3 separate regions of the Mus musculus genome follow, and regions 1 and 2 are each linked to region 3. Evidence: chromatin contacts called from public ChIA-PET and promoter capture Hi-C data. All regions are on one chromosome and are shown on one strand. Each heading gives the region's core, a stretch centred on a gene start, on an enhancer-like site or on the middle of the called end of the contact. The rest is flanking DNA. Distances are from core to core; before and after follow the strand shown.

Region 1 (3,619 bases), core at 155-2,654, 240 kb after region 3:
TCCCGATTGCCATTCCCATCGCCAATACATCCTCCCTATATCAAACATCTAATATTCAAACTTCTCAGAGGGAGTTCCGACCCAGCTAAGTCTCCATGGCAGTTCTCCCAACACTCACCCCTCCTCTTCCCCTGCCCACCTCCTTTCCAACCCTGCTCCATCCCTCCCTCTACCCCTGTGACTATTTCATTTCCTCTTCTCAGTGAGATTCAAACATCCTTTCCTGGGCTCTTTTTGTTACTTAGCTTCTTTGGGTCTGTGGATTGTAGAATGGTTATCCTGTACTCTATCTATGGCTATAATCTACTTATAAGTGAGATACCATGTTTGTTTTTCTGAGTGTGGATTATCTCACTCGGATGATCTTTTCTAGTTGTGTGTGTGTGTGTGTGTGTGTTTATATGTTTTATATGTTTATGTTATATATTTATGCTTTATATATATGTATATGTGTGTGTATCTGCAACTCGATGAATATATATTCACCGAGTCTCACTTGATTATAACAGCTGCTCTTTAACTTTTGTTTGTGTCTGTTTCTCGAGACAGAGTTTCTCTTTGTACCTTTGGCTGTCCTGGAACTCACTTTGTAGACCAGGTTGGCCTTGAACTCAGAGTCCTTCTGCTTCCCAAGGGCTGGGATTGAAGGCTTACACCACCATCGCATTGCACCCTTTAACATTCATTTGGTTTATTGTAGTTTCTTGTGAAAGACCATAGTGCAAGGGCTAAGAAATAGCCAGGAGATTTAGCCTAGTGGAAGTCATTGGCAACCTTCACTAAGTTGCTGTCACTTAAGTGGGAGGTAGGCTGAGCTGCATCCTGACTGGTGTGACTCTGTAGTGACTCCTGTAAACTCCTCCTTAATCCCCGCAATAACTCACAACGAAAATCCTTATGCGGAGCCTTTCCATCTGTTATTTCCTCCAGTCGAACCACCCTTCCTCCAATCACATGTTCCTGTTTCTTTAGAGTTCAGAGCCTGTAAAATGAGTTTCTGATATATTAAGCTATCTTAAATGGTAGCCCTCCCTTCCATCCCTCTACTTTTCGATATTTGCCTTGACTGTGTCACTATCTGAATGTTTCCGTTTACTTGACTTCTCCCCACCCACGAAAGCTCTGTGAGGACACGGTTTTGTTTTGATACCACTGCCACATCAGACAGCAGCGTCTGACAATCGGTAAACATCTGTACGATTCACAGATAGTCGGACTGGAACGCAGAGGCTACCACCCGAACGTGCGCGCACACTCAACTTCAGCATTTGCGCTCTAGAGCGCCCGCGCGTTCTAGCGCCTCCGAACCGAACGCCCCTTTCTTAGGAGACATACGGTAGGGCTTCCGCCCGGGTTCAACCCTCACTCAAATCCCGGGAAGGAGGGGCGGAGGGTTATGTCATCCTTCCGCGCCGGCCTGCCCCGCGACGCGCCGGCGGCTGGCGCAGCCCTTCGCTCGCCCGGCCTCCCCCTCCCTGGTTCCGTGCTCGGGTTCCGCCATGGAATCCAACAAGGATGAAGCCGAGCGCTGTATCAGCATCGCCCTCAAGGCCATCCAAAGCAACCAGCCCGAGCGGGCGCTGCGCTTCCTGGAGAAGGCGCAGCGGCTCTACCCGACGCCACGAGTCAGCGGTGAGTGGGAGGCGCCGCAGGGACCGAAGGGGGCATTAGCACGGATCGGGGGACCACGGGAACGGACCGACGGGAGCAGTTGGCGGAGGGGGGAGGGGTGGCGAGGCGCGGCTACGCCTGCGCACTGGCGCGCGCGGGTGCTGCTGGGATTCGTAGTCCAGCGGTGCCGCGGTCTCTAGGATGCTGGCCCCCTGGAGACCCCCGAGGGCCCGGCTCCCAACCCCTTCCCAGTGCTTGTGGAGGCCTCTGGAATGTGAGGTTTCTGGGAAGGAGACGCGCTGGGAGACCCGGTGAAGAGGACTCTTGTGGACGCGAAAGCGAACTACTTCTCCCAGAGGGCTGTTCGGTGGCTCAGGGCCACTGGCCGGCCTGGGAAATATTATAGTTCAGGAAAATAAACATAACTATTCTAAGGGAGAATGGGTTCTAGAGAGGGAAGGAATTCATTCGCTCCAATCAGAGAACCCTTAGCGAAATAAGACATTCCAACTCGCAGTCCTTCCTGCAGTCTCTTGAAAGCGGTGTTTCGGAGTGGATGGATTGTTGAAGATCCCAGTGTCAGCCACCCTATCCCACCTTCTTCCTCAGCAAGCCCGGGTGGCGGGTCTTATGGACTGCTACGGCTGCTGAGCTCCAGGTAGCTAATAGCCTAGGTCTGAGACCTCCCAACCCAGGGAGGGAATAGTGATCTTGTCTTCGCTACCCAATCGTCTCACTTTACCTGGTAACCTCCCCCTCATTTTTGCGTTTGTAACCGAAGTGACCAAAGAAAATTTTAATACCAGCTGGGAAGGAGAAAGACACAGGATTTGTTTCTGTGGAGTTAGTAAACTCTCTGACATGTAGCAGACTTTCAGAATTAAGAGACCCACATCTCATCGTGAGCTTGGGTTTCCCCATCTGGAAGTTCAGGAAGTTGGAACAGATAATGTATATAAACAAGAATACCCATAGTGCTTTTCTGTGTAGAAAGTTCTTTCTCGTGTGTTTTGCCACCTGATCCTGTAAAGTCAGGAAGACAGAACACCACCCTTCTATCTTCTCAAGATGAGGAACTAACTCATCGATAAGCGTCTTAGGATGTGACACAGCTAGAAAGTGGAAAACCCTGAGATTCCATACGTGTTTATTAAAATGAAATGAAGACGCAGCAGCCAGCCTCTCACCTTCCCTGCCCAGGTTTGGAGTGCTGACCTTAGAGGCAGCTGCGTTCCTGAACTTTCCTCCCTCCTGACTCTGCAGGTTGATCTTTGGTCTCTTTGCCTCTGCTAGGAGAGAGTTTCGATCTGCTCTGGTAACTGCTTCCCTATGGGATAATTCCCTTTTTATAAGTGGATAGCACCAGGCGGGGTGCAGACTGTCAGAATTCTGATTACTGCTGGTAGCCCAGGAGCAGTTAAGAAAGCTGATGAAATAGAGCTTTAGGGCATGGCAGAGGCCACCTGTGCTAGTTCAGGAATCTAGATAGGATGTCATTGCAGGGCTTGCTCTGTGTGTGTGTGTGTGTGTATTCATGTGTTCATGCTCATGAGCGGATAACTTGGTGGAGTCGGCTGTGTCTATCAAACTCAGGTAGTCAGTCTTGGCAGTAAGTACCTTCGCTGTCTGAGTCATCTCAGAGGCCCACGATTTGGATATTTGTTATATCTCTGATGGATAAAACAAATACCGGGCTGGTGAGATGGCTCAGCGGGTAAGAGCACACTGACTGCTCTTCCAGAGGTCCTGAGTTCAAACCCCAGCAACCACATGGTAGCTCACAACCATCCGTAGTGAGATATGACACCCTCTTCTGGTGTCTAAAGACAGCTGCAATATACTTACACATAATAAATAAAAATCTTTTTAAAAAAAATAAAAAAAACAAATGCCTCATGCACTTAAACTTAACAGCAACCTCGCCTAAACGGACAAGGATGTAAGGCTAGTTTAGGCCCAGGAAATCTTAGACGGCTGTCTACACTGAATGTTTAGCTAGGAGTTAGAT
Region 2 (3,780 bases), core at 1,123-3,622, 260 kb before region 3:
GGATATTTTTGTTCTTGTTTGTTGTTTCATTTTATGTTCTGGGGCAGGTTCTTATGGATTCTAGATGCCTGTGAACTTGTGTTGTGGAGGATGGTTCGTGATCCTCTGGCCACTGCCTCCTACTGTTGCGGTTACAGATGTTTGCTATTCTGCCTGCTTCTGTGGTGCTGATGACTAGTGCATGCCGGGCAAGCACTCTTAACGGGTAAACTACACCCCCCCCCCAGTCCAAGACAGAATCATTTAAAAAACAGTTTTGAGTTTAAAAAAATTTTTTTCGTTTAATTATGCCTGTGTCCTGTGTATTTTTAAGGGGTGGAGGTGAGGTTTGTGCCTGTGAGTGCAGTGCCTAAGGTAGCCAGAAGAGGGCATCAGATCCCCCGGAGCTGGAGTTACAGATGATTGAGAGCTTCCCAGTGTAGGTGCTAGGAACTGAATTCTGGTCCTCTTGAAGAGTAACAAGTGCTCTTAACTGCTGATCCATCTCCCTGGCTCCCTAATGACTTTCAATGAATTATTATTATTACTATTATTATTATTATTAGCCTGAAATGTTACAAGAAGTTAGCACCCTTGGCCAAGAAAAATGAGAATAACTAAAGGGAAATTACTTTCTCTTTGTGTTTCATGTGACTGGACATATATAGAAAAAAATTGAGCTATGTGCCATATAAAAGTAACTGTGAGGGCTGGGGAGACAGCTGCATCACACACATCAACTCAGACACATCTGTAGCTCTGAGCTGAGGAGACAAGGACAAGACAATCCCCTGAGATTGCTGGCCAGACAGTCGTCCCCTATTGGTCCTGTCCAGATCCGGTGGCTGACTCTGTCTCAAAAGCTAAGATGGGGAGACAGAGGGAGACACCTGACTTTGACCTCTGACCTTCTGACCTTTACATACACACACACACTCAGTGCACATATACCGTACACACAAGAACCATAGTCCCAAAGTGATTACACCATCAGACTTAAAAAGTGTTAAGAAAGCTGACCTAAAAACCTGCTAGGTTGTTCAGAGCAGAGAGAACTCCTAGCTTTGGAGGGCATAGTGGTGCTGAGCAGGGTTGAGGATGCTGAGAGGCTGAGATGCTCGCTGGCTGCTAAGAAATGGACGAGGTTCAGAATGTCGACAGGCAATGGGAGCCAAAAAGTAAAGGGGCCGTCAGGGCAAGGTGGGAAGTTAGTGTGGTAAAAGAGGAGAAGAAAATGGGGAAAAGTGAAGAAACCCACTACGGACCCGGACTCGGGAAGGATGGAAGCGTACCCAATAGGGAGGGCGTTTGCCTGCATATGTGAATGTGCAAATTTCAGAGTAGAGGCAGTCAGACAGGGACACAGGGATGCTCTGGTGGCAGGGCCCTGTAGCTGGAGAGATGTGAAAGGTCAGTTCTCCAAGGGTTAACAAAGCAACCCCCTCCAGTGGGGTGACTGATAATTTGAGGAGAGTCACCACAGGGTTTACCCTTCCGGGATGGGGGTGGAGCTCTTGATAATTAACTTTAAATACAAATACCAGATACTCTTTTTCACCACTATCACTGCCCACTGCCTGCCAAGGGTTGTGTGCACTATCTCAGGCTTTTTAACTAGAGCCAGGAAGTGGCTCTTCTCAGTTTCCTCACTTAAGCCCTCGGCAAACATGGGCCAGGGCCTAGCTTTCCTTCAGATGCTCTGCCTTGTAGACTGACAGTCTATCCAAAGACACGGATGTCCTGCAGGGCCTCCACTGAGTCTGTCCTGGAGGCTCCCCTACTCTGCAGGGAGAGGGAGAGCCTTATTAGAGACCAGGCAATGGATACTGAGCTTGGTTCCCAGGATTCACTGAATACAGGGATGGTCTGAAAGAAAAAAGGAGAAACTTTAAAAGGTGAGGTGGGGTTCTCAGTTTCAGTTTCTCAGCAGCAGGGTGGGGATGAGGATGTGGGTGTGCCAGTAGGTTCTGAGAGGGATGGGGGCAGGGAGAAACCCAAACAACAACAGTGAGCTACAGCTACACTACAGGACTTGGCAGGAGCCTTGGTTACACTCGGATCTCTTGCCCAGGGCAAGATCTGCACACTATCTCCCCTGTGCCTTTGTCAGAGGCTGCTCCAGGGTAACTGATAGCCAGGCTACTTCCAAATGCTCAGCACCAGCAGACCAGGAGCCAACACCCTGCAGTGTAAGGAACAGGCCTGGGAACGGAGGCACTGCTCTACTGGGTGGTGTTCACAACTCAGAATCTGACCTCAAGTTACTCAGCATGTTTGGATGCCTCACTGTGCTTTCCCACTCACATTGGCGGCAATATCTACCTTACCCAGTCCCGAGGAATACACCCATAGACACCGACCCCTGTAGAGTACACTGCACTTCCTCCACCTTTCATGACTTCCTGCTAGGACCTGTGTATGCCATCGCTCTGTCAAGGTTTGACCTACAGTGAGCCCTCTAGGTTTCCATGGCCATTTTGCCTTGTCTTCCATTTCCATGGTCTCCCAGCAGGCTCACTGAGCTATAATCGGGGCTCTATAGTCCAGTGTCCTGAATACACAAATATAACACATGTACTTGTGTGTAGCACACTTGGCTCTGGAAAAATGTTGTAGGGTTGGGACTTTGAGCCTGGGGTTACAGACTCATCTTACCCTGCAGAAATCCAGTTTACATGAAGCTGACAGACAAATCAGCATGGTCTTGAACATGCTACATGAAGATAACAAGGTGTGTGTTGGGGGAGCGTACAATCTTTTTAAAATACTAGGCAATGTACTGGCTGGTTTTGTGTGTCAACTTGACACAGGCTGGAGTTATAACAGAGAAAGGAGTTTCACTTGGGAAGTGCCTCCATGAGATCCAACTGTAAAGCATTTTCTCAATTAGTGATCAAAGGGGTAGGGCCCATTGTGGGTGGTGCCATCCCTGGGCTGGTAGTCCTGGGTTCTATAAGAAAGCAAGTTGAGCAAGCCAGGGGAAGCAAGCCAGTAAGTAACATCCCTCCATGGCCTCTGCATCAGCTCCTGCTTCCTGACCTGCTTGAGTTCCAGTCCTGACTTCCTTTGGTGATGAACAGCAATGTGGAAGTGTAAGCTGAATAAACCCTTTCCTCCCCAACTTGCTTCTTGGTCATGATGTTTTGTGCAGGAATAGAAACCCTGACTAAGACAGGCGGTCTCATTTCTATTATAAGCTTAAAAAAATTTAGAGTTGTGAGGTTGGAGAGATAAAGGCATTGTTAAAGTGCCTGCTTGTGGGAAGCCGCCCCCACATTCGCCGTCACAAGATGGCGCTGACATCCTGTGTTCTAAGTTGGTAAACAAATAATCTGCGCATGAGCCAAGGGTATTTACGACCACTTGTACTCTGTTTTTCCCGTGAACGTCAGCTCGGCCATGGGCTGCAGCCAATCAGGGAGTGATGCGCCCTAGGCAATGGTTGTTCTCTTTAAAAGAGGGAAGGGGTTTTCGTTTTCTCTCTCTTGCTTCTTGCGCTCTCTTGCTTCCCTCTCTTGCTTCTTACACTCTGGCCCGATAAAGATATAAGCAATAAAGCTTTGCCGTAGAAGATTCTGGTTGTTGTGTTCTTCCTGGCCGGTCGTGAGAACGCGTCTAATAACAATTGGTGCCGAATTCCGGGACGAGAAAAAACTCCGGACTGGCGCAGGAGGGATACTTCATTTCAGAACCAGAACTACGGATCACGTTTATAAAGGTTCCCGTAACACAGACTGTTGAGAAGGATTCAACTGCCGAATTCAGAACTCATCAGCTGGGGAACGACGGTGATAAAGGTTC
Region 3 (3,999 bases), core at 309-2,808:
GAACTTGCTATGTAGCACAGGATAATTTTGAACTTGGGATTCATTTGCCTCTGCCTGCCACGAGCTGGAATTAAAGGCAAAGACGATTACTGTCTTAGTTAGGGTTTGACTGCTGTGAACAGATACCATGACCACGGCAACTCTTATAAGAGCAACATTTCACTGGGGCTGGCTTACAGGTTCAGTGGTTCAGTCCATTATCATCAAGGCAGGAACAAGGCAGCATCCAAGCAGGCATGGTGCAGGAGGAGCTGAGAGTTCTATATCTTCATCTAAAGACTGTTAGTGAAAGACTGACTTCCAGGCAGCTGGCATGAGGGTCTTAAAGCCCAGTCCCACAGTGGCACACCTATTCCAACAAGGCCACACCTACTCCAACAAGGCCACACCTCCAAATAGTGCCACTCCCTAGGCCAAGCATATTCAAACCATGACGATTACTATTACACTTGGCTTTTGATTAAGTTTTGGAGATGATAAGGAAAATGCATTTTGTAATAAATCTGTTACAGATCCAAAATCAGTCCCAAAGCTCTACTCAGAGATGTTGCTCAGTGGTAGAGCTTTAGATGTATAAGGAGCCCTGGTGTTTCCCTAATAGCAAATAATAATAATATAGAATAATAAGAATCCAGGCGTGGTTTTGCCTACCTGTAATTCTAGCACTTGAAACACAAGAGGATCATGACCCCAAGGCCTGCCTGGTCTATATAATGAGATCCTTTTGCTCTCTCAAAAGAGAAAAAGGATTCAAAGCTCAGACACAGACACAAATCATGTTTCTAAAAAGTAACCCAAGGTACAAAGAAGGCAGCCAAGTAAGACTTAAGGTACAGGGCTGGGCTGGGAGCTGACAGGGATCTTAGCAGGCATGTCAGAACTGTGGGTGCCTGGCAACAATGTTAGGGATTAGTAACCAGGAGACCAGAGTTGAAAACCAGACACTGCGGTTACATTGGTTACAAATGTACCCATGATCAACCTTGCAACTGCTTGATGACATATTTTTATTCCTTCATAAAAAAATATATATATATATATGGCAATTAACATATCAAAGAGTATCCGGGGATCTTAGACACTGAGGAATACTTAGTGAATAATACAGACAAAGACTTTGTGTAGTTTATATTCTATTTGGGGTTGGGATGGGAGGAATCTATCAACAAGTAAAGCACAGAGTAAGTTAATAGAAATGAGTCTATGTAAAAAATCCAAGTGGAAAATTCTGTGGGTAATAAGTGGAAATACAATTTTTATTCCTTTGCCTGTTTTTGAGACAGAGTCTCACTGTGTAGCCCGGCTCTCCTGGAACTCACTCTGTAGACCAAACTGGCCTCGAACTCAGGGATCTGCCTGCCTGCCTGCCTGCCTGCCTGCCTGCCTGCCTGCCTGCCTGCCTGCCCAATACTAGGATTAAAGGCGAACTCCACCACTGCCTTTTTAAACAATGTTCTGAGGAAAATGTTCTCTGGGAAGACGGTAAGGAAGAGCGGGGCAGGGCTGGCCAACTCAGCAGTGAAGTGCTGAGCTAGCCAATGAAAAGCCTCAGAGCTACAGGAAAAAGAAAAGAAACGAAACGAAAACCAAGCGTGTCAGTCATGACGGTCTTCTGGAGAAGACTACATATACTACATGGGACTCAGACTCTGCTGAGGTGTTCCTGCAGGGACCAGGGAGGACCAGGGAGGAACACAGGTAGTTGAGCGGCTTGAGCAGAGTGGTAGGTAAGGTCAGAAAAGTGGGGAGATTTGTCAATGATGTTGGGGTCCCTGGACCACTGTAACGATTTCCGGCTTTCACTTGGAGTGAGGTACGAGGCTGTCCGAAAATACTACACAGAAAGAAAGCACATATTGCAAGTTAAAAGGACCCTCCTGCTTTCTGCTTTCTGCTTTCTGCTTTCTGCGCATGTGCTCATGGTGCAAGGGTATAAGCAGGACCATTTTCTCAGGACAAAAGAATAACAGTTTGCACAGGCTGGGGGTGATGGAGAAAGAGAAGTGATGGAACCTGGATGTTGTTGGGAAGTGGAGCCATCAGGATGTGGCAAACATCTGGAACGATGGAATGAAATGACATGAGAGCAAGGGGCAGTCAAGTACAGCCTAGAAACCTAGAGAGAGCGGGAGGGGGAGGGAAAGAGGGAGGAAAAGAGAGAGAGAGATGTTTTTTTATCGAAATGGGGAGGAAAATGAGAAGGTTCTTAATCTTGCTTGAGGCACAACACCAGACACATTGCAGTCTTCGTGTTTGCTGTTAACCTAATCAAAATCAGTGTCTGTGTATTTGGGTCAAGAGTTGCTTTAGATAAAAAAGAAAAATAAATAAATAAATAAAATGACTTGTTAGCTTCCAGACTAAGCTTTTGTTTCAGACTCTGAGATAAATTTAAATCCAGTGATGTGCTACAGATGGTTTTACTCAAGAGCCAGGCTATTGGAAAAGCACTGGAGAAACTTAATACTTCTTAGGCATTACATCATCTGGATTTACAGGTGGGAAAGTACACTAGAAACAGAGGAGAACATACTTAAAAAACTCATTACTTATTTCCTACATTTCACTATGGTCTGGCTTCTGAAGCAACGTCCCAGAATGTGTCTGTGCAGTATAGTACGTACTGCCCCCGTGCCTCCCCTTCCAACAAGGCGCTGATTTCTGCGGCCATAAAAATAATGCTTAAAAATACTTAAGCCAAGTAATTATGCTCACTGTGAAGTTTTACCGAACTAGGGACATCATTTAAAAGAAAAGACAAAAAAAAAGGACTGAAACTTTAAAACTGAGCCAGTGAACACCAGTGCTAGATGTCAGGGGCTCTTACTGGGCCAGGAGACAGGGACTTAAGATGCAGGGACTGACAAATGCTAAACATTAGAGTGTGAGCAAGCTGGCCGTGTCTTATAAATACATGCAGGGATAACAGCATTACATTGTACTTCTCTTGCAGGTCTCCCCCTCTAGACAGCAAGGGTTGGGAACTAAAAAAAAAAACCTGAGTAGAACCTGCAGGAATTCCACACAGCTAAATGCTTTACATACTGATCCAGTTAGGAACTGCTAAGAGAGATGAGCATCCCACGTTCAATCAATGCTTTATAGGATTAAGCCTGAACCAAATCACCAGCCGTTAACAGGATAGACTAGTGGCTTCGGACTGCTTCTTTGTATATTTGGTATTATGGCCAAGATGAGGAGAAACGGGCTAGTCAATGCCGGTGAGACACTCATCGGCAGGCTTCTTTAAAAAGAGATGTCAAAGACTCTAAAGACATTGGTTACTTCAGTGAGGCGGCTAGAAAAACAACTGCAGTTTGTTGCTTTAATGTTACAAGAAAGGCAGCTGGGATCCAGAGAATAGTTGCGGGTTCCTGAGGGAAAGAAAGGGAATGAGTCATTTTGTTGGAGTGTGAAAAATAAAAAAATTGGAATGTGTCTTAAGGTCCTGGCCAAGACCCAGTGGACGATAACAGAGAGCGCAGCATTTAGTGCTCTGGTATTTCACTGTTAGGTATGCATATCAGAGCTGAGGGTGTAGCCCCATAGACAGCCTGCTTGCCTAGCACCTGTACGGCCATGGGTTCAACTCCTCAGCATCTTGTGTACTGGAGTAGTAGGACACATCTATACTCCTAACACTTGGATGGCGTACAAGCTGCTTTTGTTTGTCAACTTGACCAAGCTGAAGTCAACAGAGAAAGGAGCTTCAGCCAAGGAAATGCCTCTATGAGATCCAGTTCTAAAGCATTTTCTCAATTAGCAATCAATACAGGAGGGCCCAGTCCACTGTGGGCAGTACCACCCCTGGGCTGGTGGTCCTGAGTTTGATAAGAAAGTAGGCTAAGCAAGCCATGAGGAGCAAGCCAGTAAGCAGCATCCTCTATGGCCTCTGCATCAGCTTCTGCCTCCAGGTTCCTACCCTGTTTGAATCCCTGTCTTGACTTCCTCCAGGGATGAACTATGATCTGGAAGTGTTAGACTCTGAATAAACCCTTT

What was found. Promoter capture Hi-C pulls out the DNA fragments that hold promoters and counts their contacts. ChIA-PET counts read pairs in DNA pulled down with a chosen protein or histone mark.
Region 1: a promoter capture Hi-C map of liver shows a contact between it and region 3, with 2.5 times the contacts expected there. The contact joins the promoter of Dnajb12 here to the enhancer-like site in region 3. A contact is called at or near these places in 3 of 39 promoter capture datasets (hippocampal neurons, liver and maxillary cranial neural crest), 6 of 484 Hi-C or Micro-C datasets (cerebellar granule neurons, embryonic stem cells, myocytes and 3 more), 2 of 115 datasets of contacts at active chromatin or transcription factors (the NIH/3T3 cell line and fibro-adipogenic progenitors) and 3 of 9 other capture datasets (adipose tissue, liver and pancreatic islet).
Region 2: a contact with region 3 is called in an RNA polymerase II ChIA-PET map of memory CD8 T cells, with 11 read pairs. The contact joins two enhancer-like sites. A contact is called at or near these places in 3 of 484 Hi-C or Micro-C datasets (adipose-derived mesenchymal stem cells, cerebellum and nephron progenitors) and 2 of 115 datasets of contacts at active chromatin or transcription factors (bone marrow-derived macrophages and memory CD8 T cells).

Annotation. Positions count from the first base shown.
Region 1 is chr10:59,878,179-59,881,797 of GRCm38.p6, forward strand. Dnajb12 (DnaJ heat shock protein family (Hsp40) member B12) reads left to right here and starts at 1,405. Exons shown (of 9, transcript NM_019965.3): 1 at 1,405-1,632. The coding sequence starts at 1,500.
Region 2 is chr10:59,378,564-59,382,343 of GRCm38.p6, forward strand. No RefSeq gene overlaps it. Among named protein-coding and RNA genes, the nearest start is that of Pla2g12b, 23 kb to the right of the region's middle. Within about 2 kb of position 2,373, at least 62 of the 459 cell types and tissues checked have an H3K27ac peak or open chromatin away from gene starts, as enhancers often do. A contact at or near this core is called in memory CD8 T cells, where this site is marked.
Region 3 is chr10:59,635,348-59,639,346 of GRCm38.p6, forward strand. No RefSeq gene overlaps it. Among named protein-coding and RNA genes, the nearest start is that of Mcu, 21 kb to the left of the region's middle. Within about 2 kb of position 1,559, at least 158 of the 459 cell types and tissues checked have an H3K27ac peak or open chromatin away from gene starts, as enhancers often do. A contact at or near this core is called in the NIH/3T3 cell line, adipose tissue, fibro-adipogenic progenitors and 4 more, where this site is marked.